2 separate regions of the Sus scrofa genome follow, and region 2 is linked to region 1. A link is a contact called in public HiChIP or PLAC-seq data. All regions are on one chromosome and are shown on one strand. Each heading gives the region's core, a stretch centred on a gene start, on an enhancer-like site or on the middle of the called end of the contact. The rest is flanking DNA. Distances are from core to core; before and after follow the strand shown. Region 1 has its middle 17 kb from the start of KANSL2. Region 2 overlaps APPL2 (adaptor protein, phosphotyrosine interacting with PH domain and leucine zipper 2).

Region 1 (7,586 bases), core at 3,589-6,088:
GTGTAGGTTGCTGAGTTGCTGTGGCTCTGGCGTAGGCTGGCATCTACAGCTCTGATTCGACCCCTAGCCTGGGAACCTCCATATGTATGCCACAGGAGTGGCCCAATAAATGGCAAAAAGACAAAAAATAATAATAATAAAGAAATCATAGAAGGCCAAATATTTATGAGAAATATATTTTGGTCATCTGAATGATCAAATATATATTTTATAAATCACTATATTGCAAGGTGTCATGTTGGCTTGCTAAGATGTACATGTTATTGAATTCCATAAGTAACAGAAAACTCCATTTGGTAGCTTAAACATTTAAGTTTGTCTCATGTCTAGGAGGAGGCTGTGTAGAACAGATATGGTGGCTCCAACTTGTCTCCAATGGTTCCCATATGAGGAGCATCAAAATCACTTGGGCACTAGCTAAAAGTCAGATTTCTGGGCCCATACCCAACTTACTGAATCAAAATTTCTAGGTATGGCCACAGGGAATCTCAGTGTTGAACTGGTATCATCTGTTGTTCTGATGGAGAGTGTTGACCTAAGATAAACAGACTGCCAATTACTTCTCCAGCAAAAATGGGTTGGGGAGGCATCAGCAAAGAGCTGCAATCCAGACCCACAGCCATGACGAGCCATATACAAGTCTATAGCAAGAAAAGAATTCTTCTAAAGAGGGGAAAAGAAAATTGGGAGTGCTATAAAACAAGAAATCCATTGGAGGAATTGAGAGTTGGAAGTATAGTGTCTTTTCATTGCCTGAAATGTGACAGTGGCTCATTGGCTGAGCTCTTTCCAGGCTAGAAGAGAAAGTGTTTGTACTTCCCGCTGGGCCCTACTAAGTGATAGGGCATGAGAGCTCCCTCTTCTGGTCTCTTGGCTCTATTTTAATTGAGGTTTCTGTTTATTAAATTTTATAAGGGCTTGAGTTGAGAATCATTTGTATCTTTCTAAATTCCTACCTGCAGGTACTTCTGTCCTGAGATTTCTTCTACACATATGTAAAGTTGCTTTGTTCTCTAAATGGCTAATGGCAGAGTGTTAGGGCAAGACTTATCAAAGAGGATAAAGGGAAAAAAAATGTGTTAAAGCTAGTGTCTCGAAGCTAGTGTCTCAAAGTGTCTTATCCAAGAAGGATAAGATTCTTGCTCGTTGACTGGTGGCAGTGGAATTTAACCATTGAGAAATTCTAAAGAATATTCTCTTTGGTGCAGGGGACCTGCCCTAGGCTTCTTTGTAGTGCCTGGCCCTACAACCAGGCTTGTGTGGCGTTCCCATGACTTTGTGACTGATTGTTATGTCTTCCCATGTGGACTATGGCCTGGCCAGAGACCCTGCCGCACTCCCTACCGTGGGGCAGGCAGGACTGTTACTATCCTCCTAGAATGGGGGAGCCTTCCTCATTGCCCTGCCCATACTCCTTCTCCAATAAAGACCTAAGCCCCCTGCGACAGCTCACTATATGCTGTTGCTGGGATGTTTGTACTAAAATAACAGAAAAGAAGAAAAGTAAAGAATATTTTCTTTGGGGTTGACTCAGCCTATTTCATTAGGACCTATCAAAATGATAAATGATTATAGTACTTATAATAACACTCAATATGTTGACCACGGACACATTTTTCAGGAGGATCTAAGGTAGTAGAAATTTTAGCTTGATTTATGGGTCTTTTCATTAACGGAAGAGAGACAAAATAGTTTATATATGGGAGGTAGGAGATGGTGGATAGGAATTTAGTTTCCCTGTAAAAGCAGATTTAAGGCTTTTTTTCTCCTTGGGCTAAAATGTTTCCACCTCCGAATTTCAATATGAGTTGCTTGTTTATTCCTCCATCCTGAGTTCTCCTTTATTACTTTCTGTGTACATAAGTGCTAGCAGGTGTCAGTATTGCTTTGAGGCCTGGAGCTTACAGACTAATTAGAAGAACTTGCATATTGAGAGAAACTGTAATTCCTTTAATAGAGAAATTATGCTAATGGACATTTTTATCTCATTTGCCTGGTACAATGGTCCCTGAAACTGAAGCCTGATGATCAGAATGCCCTGGGAAGCTCTTAATGCATTTTCCACTGTTGATTAATTAATTTCAATGATAAAAGTAGTATTTACTTTGGGGTAAAATAATTCAAATCATGCAAAAGGGTAAAAAATGGAAAGTAAATCCTTTGTCTTCCATCTTATACTTCCTAGAATAACCCAACTGTTCATGTATTATTATTGCGTATTATCTTTCAAAAACTTTGGTACATAATACATGTTTATATCTTTTTTTCATAAATGTGACTATTCTATATCTACCATTCTGTAATTTGCTTTTCCAGGTCACTGTATATATGCTACACATTTTAATGCGGCAAAACGTTTTAAGATCTCTCATGTCCATGCTTGGCTGAAACTTTTTCACAGTAGGATTAGAAACTATGTTTTCCTTTCCACTGTCTGATAAGAATGAGAAATGCAATGTACGGGAGTTTCTGTTGTGGCGCAGTGAAAACGAACCTGACTAGTATCCTTGAGGATGTCAGTTAGATCCCTGATCTCGCTCCGTGGGTCAGGGATCTGGCATTGCTGTGAGCTGTGGTATAGGTTGCAGAGGTGGCTTGGATCTGGCATTGCTGTGACTGTGGTATAGGCTGGCAGCTGTAGCTCTGTTTCGACCCCAAGCGTGGGAACTTGCACATGCCTCGGATGAGCCCTCAAAAGAAAAAAAAAAAAAGAAAAAAGAAATGCAATATACAACTGCCTCCAAAGTGATTTTGATTTTTTAAAAAGACAATAACATTCCCCTGTACACACGAGGAAGAAAAGTTTCCTGGGCAAATGGTGGCAAGTATGGAAGATAACGGGTGGAATTTATTATGAGAACAAGGCAACATTTCTACCAAGAGAGTGTCAGTGTGAAGTCATCTAAACAAGGCACTTACAGGTCTGCATGAAGAGCCCAGAATAAACATCTGATAGTCATAGATAAATAGATGAATAACAGCAAAGCAGATGCAATGAAATGCTGCCCTCCCCCCCTTTTTTAAAGCTAAAGCTTTACCTTAAACTTAGGTCTTGTGAATTGCCTAAACTAATTTTTTCTTGCCCAGGGATAAAGACTTCACTTTTGAAAAATGATCTCCAGGAGTTCCCGTCGTGGCTCAGTGGTTGATGAATCCGACTAGGAACCACAAGGTTGCGGGTTCGATCCCTGGCCTTGCTCAGTGGGTTAAGGATCCAGCATTGCCACAAGCTGTGATGCAGGTTGCAGACACAGCTCGGATCTGGTGTTGCTGTGGTTCTGGAGTAGGCTGGTGGCTACAGCTCCGATTGGACCCCTAGCCTGGGAACCTCCATATGCCGTGGGAGCGACACAAGAAATGGCAAAAAAAAAAAAAGACAAAAAAAAAGAAGAAGAAAAATGCTCTCCAAAGCCAAGGGTGGGGTTTTCAATAGTCTCCTAGAAAACAACTAGAAGTCAATACACCTGCCAAGGAGCTTTGCTGGGTTTCCCTTGCACGAGCAGCTTGTCATTTGCCAGCAGTGAAGTGTGTTTTTCTGCAGGATGAATCTTGGCTGGTCCAATTCAGACTTGCCAAGAACACTAATTAAAGTAATAGAAGTTCGAGTCCACTTTATCCCTTAGGAAAGATTATGGTATGAATGGTGTGGAGGTAAGGACTTGAGAGTATTGGGTCCATTAAATTCCTTAGTTTAGAGGAAGGGAACTGGCCCTCCAACCACATCTCCCAGCTTGTGACAAGTGCCAGACATGATGAGTTCCTGTTTCCTTTCAACCACATCATCATTTTTAAAATAAAAAACCAAACAAGACTCAAAAGATCTTTTAAGCTTTTTGTTTTGTTTTGTTTTTTACCAAACATATACAAGAACAATTGGAAGAGAACCTGAGCAGTTTCAAAACACATTCTCAGAGATTCCGATTTGGATATTGGCCAGGAGACCACCTCAGTTTGGAAATTACCACTTTAAGAATTCAAACTGGGAGTTCCTGTCGTGGTTCAGCGATTAACGAATTCGGCTAGCATCCATGAGGACTCGGGTTCGATCTCTGGCCTCGCTCAGTGGGTTAAAGGATCTGGCGTTGCTGTGAGCTGTGGTGTCGGTCACAAATGTGGCTTGGATTCTGTGTTGCTGTGGTGTAGGCCAGTGGGTACAGTTCCGATTGGACCCCTAACCTGGGAACCTCCATATGCTGTGGGTGTGGCCCTAAGAAGGCCAAAAAAAAAATTCAAACTGCATCAGAATGCATATTATAACTGCGAAAACTATGGAAGAACTGCATATTTTAGTGTGTACTTCTAGGCTGGTTTCTAAAGAAGTTTCCATTAATTTATATATTTATTAGTCATTATGTAAATGACTTAACACATTGCTCTGGTTACAGTTGGAAGCCAAGTCAGGTTAACCTAAAAAATGGAATGTATTAAAAGAAAAGCACATAGCTTTAGAGAATCAGAAGAGGATTTTGTCATAGGTAAATAGATAAGCAATGGCAAAGTAGTTAAATAAATGTGGGGGGTTTTGGCCACACCCACATCATGTGGGAGTTTCTGGGCCGGGCATTGAACCTGCATTGCAATTGAGACCTGCACCACACTAGCAGCAGCTCTGGATCCTTAACCTGCTGCACCACAGGGGAACTTCCAATGAATGCTTTTTTTTAAAGCTAAGGGTATGTCCAACTATCAAAATCATGTATACCTTGAATTTGGGTGCTGGTGAATTGCCTTAACTGTTTTAATTAACAGCAGGCCTCAGGGGAAAAGTAACCAGGGAAGAGCTGGAGATTCCACTCACGGGCTCTTTGAGGAACTGCAGTCAGGATGACTCAGCCCCTGATTGCTTTCCGTGCTTGGGTCACTGGGCTCAAGATTCAGATTGTCGGAAAAGAGCTGCATTGGCCCGGCTTGGATCACAGCCCACTCCTCAACCAGTTCTCCTCCTTGGTGAGCTGTCATGGTTCCCCGTCCCATCAGGACCACATTGAATGGGAGATGGAGAGTTCCCTGAAGGAAAATTTGGCTCTTGAAGGAAGAAGGGAGAAGAAACGCTTGGGTAGGTCAAAACTAGAGCAGCCTACGACTGTCACCAAGTATATCAATTAAGATGAGTTCAGTGGCAAGAAGCAACATCTAACAGTGCTGTGAAAGGTAGAGATTTCATTTATTTCACCCCTTACAAGAATTCCAGGTGTCAGCGGTCCCAGAAGATACTCAACACATACGCATGATGAGTAGATCTGGAAAGACAGAGGTTTGCCATCAAGTGGGGAAGTGCGAACAGTTAGAAAGAGCAGTGAGGGGAGTGAATCCTGCAGTAGAGTTTACTTCTGCAACAGGAGCAGCGGAGGGGGGATAGTCACACTCTGAGAGACAGAGAAGAGGTAAAAATGGATGTGCTCTGTGGAAAAGAGGAAAGCGATAGACGTGAGATGTCTTTTTTGATAGCATGGGGGTGGAGCCTAAGGCATTGGTGGAGGATGATCTACTTACAGAAAAAGTACACATGGGCACTTTCACATGGGTATGGGGTGGATAACGCCCATCTCAATTTTTTTTTTTTCTTTTGTCTTTTTAGGGCCACACTCATGGCATATGGAGGTTCCCAGGCTAGGGGTCGAATCAGAGCTGTAACCACCAGCCTACGCCACAGCCACAGCAACACCAGATCTGAGCTACGTTTGCAACCTATACCACAGCTCACAGCAATGTTCTTAACTCCCTGAGTGAGGCCAGGGATCGAACCTTCATCCTCATGGATGCTAGTCAGATTCGTTCCCACTGAGCCATGATGGGAACTCCCCTCTCAATTTTTTGATGTGTGTGACCACATGATGTGACTACTCCAGCAGCCCGATCCTGATAACAAGGCAAATGGGAGAGAAAAAAAGTTGCTGATTTTAAATACTCTCATTCCATTTTTGCTGCCATGGGTATTCTCCTGTTAAATGTAATTAATACCCAGTCATGTTGGTGAAACATTTCTCAGCACCGTTCAGTGAGGGGATTTGAGGGTCAAGTCCCCATTTTTTGGCTGCACTCAAGGCATGCGGAAGTTCCCAGGCCAGGGATTGAACCTGCACCATAGCAGTGACCTGAGCTACAGCAGTGACAATGCCAGATCTTAACACACTGAGCCTCCAGTGAACATCTCAAGTCCCTATTTTTAATGGTAGAGGCTGAGCTGGTCTCATGTATGGCCCTGGCAAGCAATGGAGGATAAGAAATTCATTCTGGGGTTTCCCATTGTGACACAGTGGAAATGATTCTGACTAGTATCTGTGAGCATTCAGGTTCGATCCTTGGCCTCGCTTAGTGGATTAAGGATCCGGCATTACTATGACCTGTGGTATAGTTCTCAGATGCTGCTCAGATCTGGTGTTGCTGTGCCTGTGGTATAGGCTGGCAGGTGCAGCTCCGATTCAACCCCTAGCCTGGGAACTTCCATATGCCTCAGGTGTGGCCCTAAAAAGCCAAAGAAAGAAAGAAAGGAGGGAAGGAAGAAAGAAAGAAAGAAAAGAAAAAGAAAAGAAAAGAAAAGAAATTCGTTCTGTGCCAATAGATGGGAATTGCGTCCAATTTATTGTGCAGGGGAATCTAGGTAAGGAATGTGGTAAGGAGTATACCTACAGGATAGAAGGAGGAGGAATGATTTTTTCCTGGGAAGATAGAAGACTTGTCAAGAAGGTAACATTCGATGGGTCTTGAGGATTGAATGTGAAGGTGGCTAATGGAGGATGGAGGAGAGGAAGACATGCCAGGCGTGGGAACCTGTGTGAGCAAAGGTGTGGTGGTGACAGCCTGTTTGGAGTCTCAGAACACAGTGCTCAGAAGGAGGAGGAACTGGAGATGGAGCTACAAAGGAGGAAGAGCCAGATGTTACAAAGACGTGGGATGCCCACTTGAGAGCTTAGCAGTGAGAAGCCAAGCTGGGATGTAAAGAAGGAGAACCATATGATCAGGTGTGTTGGGAAAGACAGACACATGGGCAGCAGTGTGGAGGGTGGCTGCTTCCTCTCCTAGAACGGCCCCTTGTCTTCTTCATCTGGCTGGATCATTCATATTTAAAGATGTAGCTCACATGTCACCTCCTTTAGGGAGTGTATACAACAGAACCCCAAACACCCATGGCAGATTTCTTTCCCTGCTAGCCTGAGGGTCCTAAGTTTTGGCCTCCTGTCTTTGCATATCTGCGTGGTCAGGACCTGGCACAGCCTGCAGCACTTCACAATCACTCCCAAAAAAGTCTACTGTGGGATGGACAGAGAGTTTGGAGTTAGTAGATGCAAACTATTATATTTAGAATAGATGGACAATGAGGTCCTATTGTGTAGCACAGGGAAAAATATGCAATCTCCTGGGATAGACCATGATGGAAAATAATTTATATATAAAAAGAATGTGGGGCATTCCCGTTGTGGCTCAGTAGTTAATGAATCCGACTAGGAACCATGAGGTTGTGGGTTCGACCCCTGGCCTTGCTCAGTGGGATGAGGATCTGGTGTTGCCATGAGCTGTGAGCTGTGCTATAAGTGGGCAGCTGTAGCTCTGATTGGACCCCTAGCCTGTGAACCTCCATATGACAC
Region 2 (7,586 bases), core at 3,235-5,734, 72 kb before region 1:
CTCCACATCTCATGTATCACACATCCCAGAGATTTTTGTCTTCAAAAAAGGTCCCAAATCCATCTGCTTTTCAACCCCTCTGCCATGACCCCGGTTTAAGACACACTGTCTTCTCCCGGACTACTGCTCCACGCCCCTCCTTGGATGCCTACTTGCCTAGCTCTGCGTTCCGTGTCCTCCACAGCAGCCAGAGCTGCCCTTGGAAAACGTCAAGTGGGTCACCTCTCTCTCTCTTCCTCACACCCCCCTCCCTCCTAGAACCCCTGCATGGCTCCCCAAGCCCCTGACCCTGACTTCTTCATGATCTGTCCCTGCCCACCTCCCTTCCCGCCCTCGTCTTCTCCGTGGCCTCCCTTTGCCAATCACCGTCTACACACACTGGTCTCCTTTCTGTTCCTCAAAGACACCAAGCTCTTTCCTGCCATTCAGCCTTCACGGCTGCCATCAGGAATGCACTTCTTGCAAGAGAGGCTACTCTGCATCTGTTACTTCTCAGTTTATTATCTCCACATACAAGCCCTAAACAGGTCTCCTCCTAATTCTCCATGATGGTGCCCTCATCTTTCACACGACAGTGCTTTTTTTCCATTTTAATTAAGTTATTTCTTTAGCTTTTGCCTCTCTTCCCCTCAAATCTGTCAGTTTTATGACCCAGCTCAGTGCCTGGACATATACTGGATACTCAAAAACATCTGCTAAATAGCTGCATAAATGAATGAATATCTGATATAAGTAACTGTAGAATGAGGGAAGGCCTCACATAAGATTTGCTGGGAAGTAAAGGGCTGTTTGTTCCTAAGAGCGCAGTTTCTCTGCTTCATCCCCCCACTGTCATTAAACTGTTTCTTAATTCTTAATGAGGTGACCCTAAGAGACAGCACTTCTCTCTAGAGCTCCGGGCCGGCTGGCAGCTACATCTGTCACCCTTCCAATCTTTGGGTGGATTCAGCTGGTTGGCTAGAGTCATTTCCCGCCCCCAACAGGAATTCTTCTGCGTCCCTTCTATGGGGTCCTTTCTAAGAATGTGATTTATTTATTCTAGAACAGAGAAGAAAATCAGTTACTGAATGTGATCTGCAAACTGTTTTTTAGACAACCATTCACACCTCCTAATTACTAACACGCAGCAAACGTTTCACTGACACCCGAGAACAACAGCATCTTCGAGCTATAAGAGCCTTGGGGGTGTTCTGATGTCTCTCATCCTATGGCACAGAATTGAGGACATAGACCCAGAGAGCTGACAACTCACCCCAGGGCTCTTATCAAAACCATGTCTCCTAACTCCCAGTCTAGTGCAGTGTTCGCCACCCCGTCCTTCCAACATTCGTGTGGCTTTACCAAGAGAAGACAGACACATTTACCCAGTACAAGGCTCAAAGATTAGCCCCACTGGCTGGACCCTATTTCCATTTCCATTCATGAAGTGCTTTCCTTAAAGCTGCACTTAGTAAGCACGCCACTTGCGTAAACTGTTAAACTCTTCATTTACTGCCTGGAGCATTTTCAGACTTGTTGCCTCTTCCCCATTTTCATCACCTTTGCTCAGGTTTCACAACTACAAGAAGAGGGACATCCCAGAGGCCCTCTCTGCCCTTCCCTCCTCCCGCCCACCTGATGTACCCCAGACGGTGTCTCTCCAGGCTGCTTCTGACGGTGCCTCCCCTTCTCTCAAGGCCTGCAGTCTCCCGCCCCTGCCTTGTGATTCCTCAGCAGGGCACCTAATTCTTTCACAGTGGAACTCAACCTACTTTCAGCTTTATTGTCTGCTCTCCCTCCTCTGTCCCAGTGCCTGATGTGTGAACACTGGCTCCACACTGCACAGCACTGACTGAACCACTCTGAGCCTTCTGATAACTTCCTTCTAGAGTCATTAGACAATACTTGCAAAACATGTAAGGAGTTCTTTCTCCCACACCACTGAGAAGGGCGGCCTCACACCATCATGATTCTAACTTACCCTTTGAGGTCATGCTTTCATTAGCATAACAAACAATACAGCCTTCTATTACTTAGCCAAATGGAAACTTTCATGAAGATAAAGGCAGCAAAAAAAAAAAAAAAAAAAAAAAGATAAAAGGTAGCATTCCTGGAATAAATCTTAAAGCAGTATTCCAAACCAGAGAATAGCTCTATGTGTGGAAATGCTCACTATAAACAATAACAGCAACCAATGAAGGGGAGACAACCTAAATATTCAAAGAGCCAATAATATTAAATGATGGAATAGTATGTAGTTAAAGGACCAACTGTGAAAGTTTGAAAAATAAATGTGTGAAATAAACGTACATATGAAAATACCAGCGTGTGTGCTGATGAGGCCTGCACTGTAACATGAACACACAAAAGGTGATTTTCTTCCTCTACCCAATATTCTATGGTACTCTATATGGGAAAGAATCTGAGAAGGAATGAATGTGTGTGTATGTGTAACTGAATCACTTTGTGGTACAGCAGAAACTATCACATTTTAAATTAACTATATTTCAATAAAACTCTAAAAAATGAAAAAAAAATTTTGTTTTGGTTTTGTAACTTTGGTGATGCTGATACAAAATGTGGGGACACTTGGTGCACGTCTAGTCTGTAGCAGCGTGGTCTACAGGGGGCAGGACGCAGGTGCTGAAACCACACAGCTTTGAATCCTGGCCTCTGCCCACGTGTGTGGTGTGAACATCAGCAAAGTATCTACCCCTTCCTGGTCAGAGCCATTGCTTCTGCGGAACAGAGCTCAACGCCACCCCGAGTAGTCTGGCAGGATCAAAGTCCTAGAACACGTGAAATTCTGCATTCACAGTTTGGCTCCACAAAAGCTAGTTTTCTTTTGTCCTTTAGTTACCTGGGGCACGGGCTTTCCTGTTTTTTGGCAAAACTTGTAATGGGAGTCACTGCTTGGAGAGCCGTCTGATTCAACTTGATGGCGACTGCCTAAAAATCCACAGGAAGACAGGCTCAGTTCCAGGAGGTGGACGCTTACCTTTCATGTGGAGAAAAGGGCCGAGGTGCAGGTAAGGCATCTGTGAATTACCTCTGGGTTGTCAGTCAGGTAGATCTGTCTGGAGATGTTGTTTATTGCACATATCCACTGGAGAGAACATGAAAAAAAAAAAAAAAAACCAAACAAAAAAAAACACCCCATTGAGTCTCAAAGTTACCCACTATACCAGAATGGAAGTGAAACAAACACAATCTTTACCTCTTCATTTTCCTTTCTGCTTTCTGCCTGGAGAATTATTCCCCTGAAACAGAGAACATCTCAGTAAGCGCTTCCCAGATCTCAAGTGACTGAGGATTCTTCTACACAAACCTGAACGCAGCTAGAGTCCTGAAAGCGAAGGGCTAGGAAGGCACCACGATGGGAAGGACAGAAAATAGGGTTCTGGGTCTGGTTCTGCTGCTGCCTATGTGATCTCGGACACACTTCCTTTCCCTGGGCCTCAGCCTTCCCATCGCTGAAACGAGCAACCTGGACTCAGACCTACTTGCCAAGGGCTGCAGTTCTACAGGATGGGCCATCGTGCTGGCTCTGGGGAGACAGTCCAAGGCAACCAGGCCTGTGGCCCTGCCTCCCCTGCAACCACACCCAGAGAAGGAATGGGCAACCATCCCACCCCTCAACCAGAACCAAGGACCTGAACACAGAGCCAAGGTACAGATAATACCACCCGACTCTTGTGGAGGTGTCACTCTGTAAAGCTACTCCACACCCGATAGCTCCTCTGTTCTATGGCAGGTGGGAAACATGGATCCTATCCCTACTGCTCATCTGAGGGAATCGGGGTCCAGACGAGTTAAGTAACTGGCGGGACCATGACTAGCATCCAGAGTCTTTATTCCCAGGTCACCTCCCATCACCCAGGTAGGAAGATGATGTCTAAAAATGCTCTGTCATGGAGTTCCTGCTGTGGCGCAATGAGATCAGTGGCATCTCGGGAGCACTGGGAAGCAGGTTTGATCCCCAGCTCAGCACCATAGGTTAAGGATCTGACATTACCACAACTGCAGCATAGGTCCCAACTATGGCTTAGATCTGATCCCTGGCCTGGGAACTCCAAATGCCACGGGGTGGCTGAAAGGAAAATAAATAAATAAAAATGCTCTGCTGGTCTGGGAGAGGAGAGTGTCGACACCATACCAATGCTGCCGCCTGTCCCAAACACACTACCGTTTAAATAAAACCTCAGCTCCGAAGCCCAGAGAGAGCAAGTGCAAGCAGAGTAGCTCTGGCTGAGGACAGGGCCACCCTTCTCCCCCAGACAGGTGAAGCCTGGAGAACCTCACAGGGCTCTGAACTCCTTGGAGCAGTCTGAACCCACCGCTCTGAGAGGCGAGCCCACCGGGATGGGGAATGACACGGCTGCAGTGGAATGCCCTGTTCACAGCTCCTGTGTCAGCTGGAGAAGTGGGCTCCTCCTCATCCCTGCTTCTGCCTCCCACAGCCCTGCCCCACCCCGATGATGCAGACACAAAGGCTCAGCTAGGAACAGCCAGAAGCAGCCACACCCTCTAAGTCTCTGCTGACAAACAGCTCTTCGATCACTATCTTACACACCCTGGCCTTGCTCAGTGGGTTAAGGATCCCGTGTTGCCGTGAGCTGTGGTGTGGGTAACAGATGCGGCTCGGATCCCGCGTTGCTGTGGCTGTGGTGTATTAGATCCCTAGCCTGGGAACCTCCATATGCTGAGGGAGAGGCTCAAGAAAAGGCAAAATGACCAAAAACAAAAACAAAAACAAAACCCCACCCTCTGGGAAGGTCAACACACCCAGGGCAGGGCCTCTCCCATGGAGGGCAGGCACAGAGGAGTGACCCAGAAGTCCCCTGGCAGAAACAGAGTCACTGCACCTGTTTCCTCCCACATAAAACCCGTGTGGCCTACGCTTTTCCATTGGGAGTGGTGATCTGGAAGCAGTATCGCCGGTCCTCGCAGTCCACCGCCATCACTGAGCAGTTGTCCAGGTCCTGGATCAGACCTCCAGCCACGGCGCCCCTGGGCTGGCACATGAGGTTGCCGCCTTGGGTGAAGAAGTAGAGCCTCTCCCAGGTGGTGGTGACCAGGCCGGTCTTGCTGTCAGAGGTGTGTTGTGAAGAGCCTGTTAGTACTAGGAAGCACGAGCAGCACCTCAGAGTCTCACTGCCTCTTTATGGGTATTGGGAGCACTTTAGAAATAATGTTTCTTTACATTAAGCAAATCTAATTCTTTCTCCAGAAAGAACGGGAGTAAAGAGTAGCAGAAGAGGTACAGTTTAGCTTGAATGAGCTGGGCGGTGATGGGCTCTTCCCTGGGAGCAGCCAGTCCCAGGGCCAACTCCAGGACAGGCAGGCTGCGCCTCCCCTCAGCACAGCCAGACCCTGGCTTCTAAACCCCGTATCTGGAAACAGGATTCGTCCATCACCATCAGGAACTGAACACCTGGGAGACCACTGCTCTAAGATGCAGAGCTGGACTGCTCTAAATGTCGCTAGAGTCACCAGCGTCACCTCAGCCCACGGCACACACCCCAGAATCCCGAGGACTTCCTCCCAGATTGGGTTTTGCTCCAGCTAGATGTGGGCTGCTTACAATAGAAAAATCCAATTCCTGGCAAATAACTCCAGAACCTTGTGGAGTTTTCTATCTGTACAGAACTAAAGGAGACATCTGGCTTGTGATCTCAACAAGCTTTACAGACCTTTGAAGAGCTCCGCCCTCGTAAGAAAACAGCTGGCAATTCCTCTTCACTGAGCTCCCATTGGGGGAGAGCAAATATATTTACTTAATTCAGTACTTTCTGAGGAGCAACTCCACATAAGGCCCTAAGTTTCCCGCCTCAATTATAATTTCTCCAAAGTGGGTGCTTACCACCTGTTAGGAATTACAATTCATCTTTTCAAAAACTTTAGGAAGTGGGTGCAATTTTCAGCTCTACTTTACAGATGAAGTGATGGGGGGCCCAACGGAGCCAGGGTATCTAACTGATACCAAAGTTGGAGCCCACACTGCACCTGACAACACCCCTGCTCTGCTCTGAGGCAGTTAAATCTGATCATCTTTTTAACTCATAACGGACACTGAAAGACCTGACAGTTAAATGTGTGATTCAGTTTATATACAGCTAGACAACCCTGAAAGCTTCCTAGCCTGCAAACTCTAGCCTCAGTGCTGGCTCACTAGCACCGCTCTCACCTGTCAGGGGTCTGGGGAGGGGTCTCAATGTCTAGGACAATGACAGTTAAGAGCAGTCTATCGACAAATGGCCATGGCGACCAGGGAGGGGTGGCCTGTGGTGGCTTGGAGCCCACACACTGGGTTCTTACATGACTATTTCAAGCCCCATCTCGCAGTGCAGTTTGGGATCTGAACCGAGAGACTTGCTGTGTCCCAGGCAGGGGGGTGCAGTGGGGGGCGCCCTTCCTCAACCTCACCCACCACCACCCTCTGATGGGGCACTTACAGATACTCTTGAGCTACTCCTACGGGACACAGATTTTAGGAAAAGGGCCAGGCAATGCAATCTCACTTTCTAAGATTAAGGTAACCAGCCTTCTGGATGAGGTTCCTGTTGATCTGGGGAGTAGCCACATCGAAGTCTGGAGTGTAAACGGAGTCATCAAGAGAAAGTAATTCTTGCTGGGACACCCGCATCTTCTCTGCTTCCGCTTCAAGTTCCACCTGGATGCTTGGGACAGAAGGTGTCAGGTCAGTCACTTGTCATCAGTCAACCCAGATGGTTGGGCCCCCCAACAACTTCCTGCCTTACACCAGGAGCCACAGTGCCCCAACTTCAACCAAGGCCCCAAAAGCTGGAGATGATGGGGACTCTAGTCTGTGTTACCAAATGTTTCTGTGACTGCTGTTTTCAAACAGAGCATAACAAATAACAACAGATGATGCCTGAACCCAGCTAAACAATTCCTCTGCTGACAAAAGTGATATCAGGCTCATAACTGTTGATGCAAATTTTAGAAGATGAGCCCATGCTCAGGAGCCACATGTGCTGGCAGCCTGCGAAAGTGCCCAAAAGGCAAGAAGGAATAGCAGTCATTCACGGCCCCCACTGCCACCCCCAGTTGAGGCAGGAGTGGTGGTGGAGTCAGCCACTGGAGACAGGCAAGTGACCAGGAGGTGGTACCAAGGTGCAACAAAGCCACAGGAAGTGCTTTTCTTTTTATGAGGGCCGCACAACTGCCCCAAGATGGCATGAGCTGGCCAACCAAGGTCTGTCCACAGTCCGGCTTTCAATCCTTGTGTCCTCAGGTGTGGAAAACCTGGAAGCTTTCTCTTGAAATAAGCAGCTGCTCTTTCTCCCCATAATGTGAGGCCTCCACAGCGACCCAGCCCAGGTTATAAAATCTTAAATACAATCTGCCAACACGGCCCATCTGGCTAAGAAATCAGACTCTAGAGGTGTTGTTGCCCTTCTCCACTGTGGTAGACAGGACTGAATTACAATGATGAAATCAGAAGGAATGCTGGGGCCAGCGAGTCCAGGGTTTTACAGAGTGGGCTCTCAGCATTTTCTTTCACAAGGGTTGTATAGGGGAGAGGGACTGGGCTTGGACATCCAGAGTCTCCTCTTGGAGCTTCACAATGAACTGCTGGTAAC

What was found. HiChIP or PLAC-seq counts read pairs in DNA pulled down with a chosen protein or histone mark.
Region 2: an H3K27ac HiChIP or PLAC-seq map of alveolar macrophages shows a contact between it and region 1, with 2.9 times the contacts expected there. The contact joins two enhancer-like sites. A contact is called at or near these places in 1 of 5 promoter capture datasets (liver), 2 of 47 Hi-C or Micro-C datasets (embryonic fibroblasts and skeletal muscle) and 1 of 2 datasets of contacts at active chromatin or transcription factors (alveolar macrophages).

What each region holds. Positions count from the first base shown.
Region 1 is chr5:79,319,268-79,326,853 of Sscrofa11.1, reverse strand. No RefSeq gene overlaps it. Among named protein-coding and RNA genes, the nearest start is that of KANSL2, 17 kb to the right of the region's middle. Within about 2 kb of position 4,838, at least 2 of the 83 cell types and tissues checked have an H3K27ac peak or open chromatin away from gene starts, as enhancers often do. A contact at or near this core is called in alveolar macrophages, where this site is marked.
Region 2 is chr5:79,390,914-79,398,499 of Sscrofa11.1, reverse strand. APPL2 (adaptor protein, phosphotyrosine interacting with PH domain and leucine zipper 2) reads right to left here. Exons shown (of 21, transcript NM_001135961.1): 10 at 6,501-6,659; 11 at 4,879-5,067; 12 at 3,197-3,239; 13 at 3,029-3,085; 14 at 2,840-2,928. Among named protein-coding and RNA genes, the nearest start is that of APPL2, 38 kb to the right of the region's middle. Within about 2 kb of position 4,484, at least 13 of the 83 cell types and tissues checked have an H3K27ac peak or open chromatin away from gene starts, as enhancers often do. A contact at or near this core is called in alveolar macrophages, where this site is marked.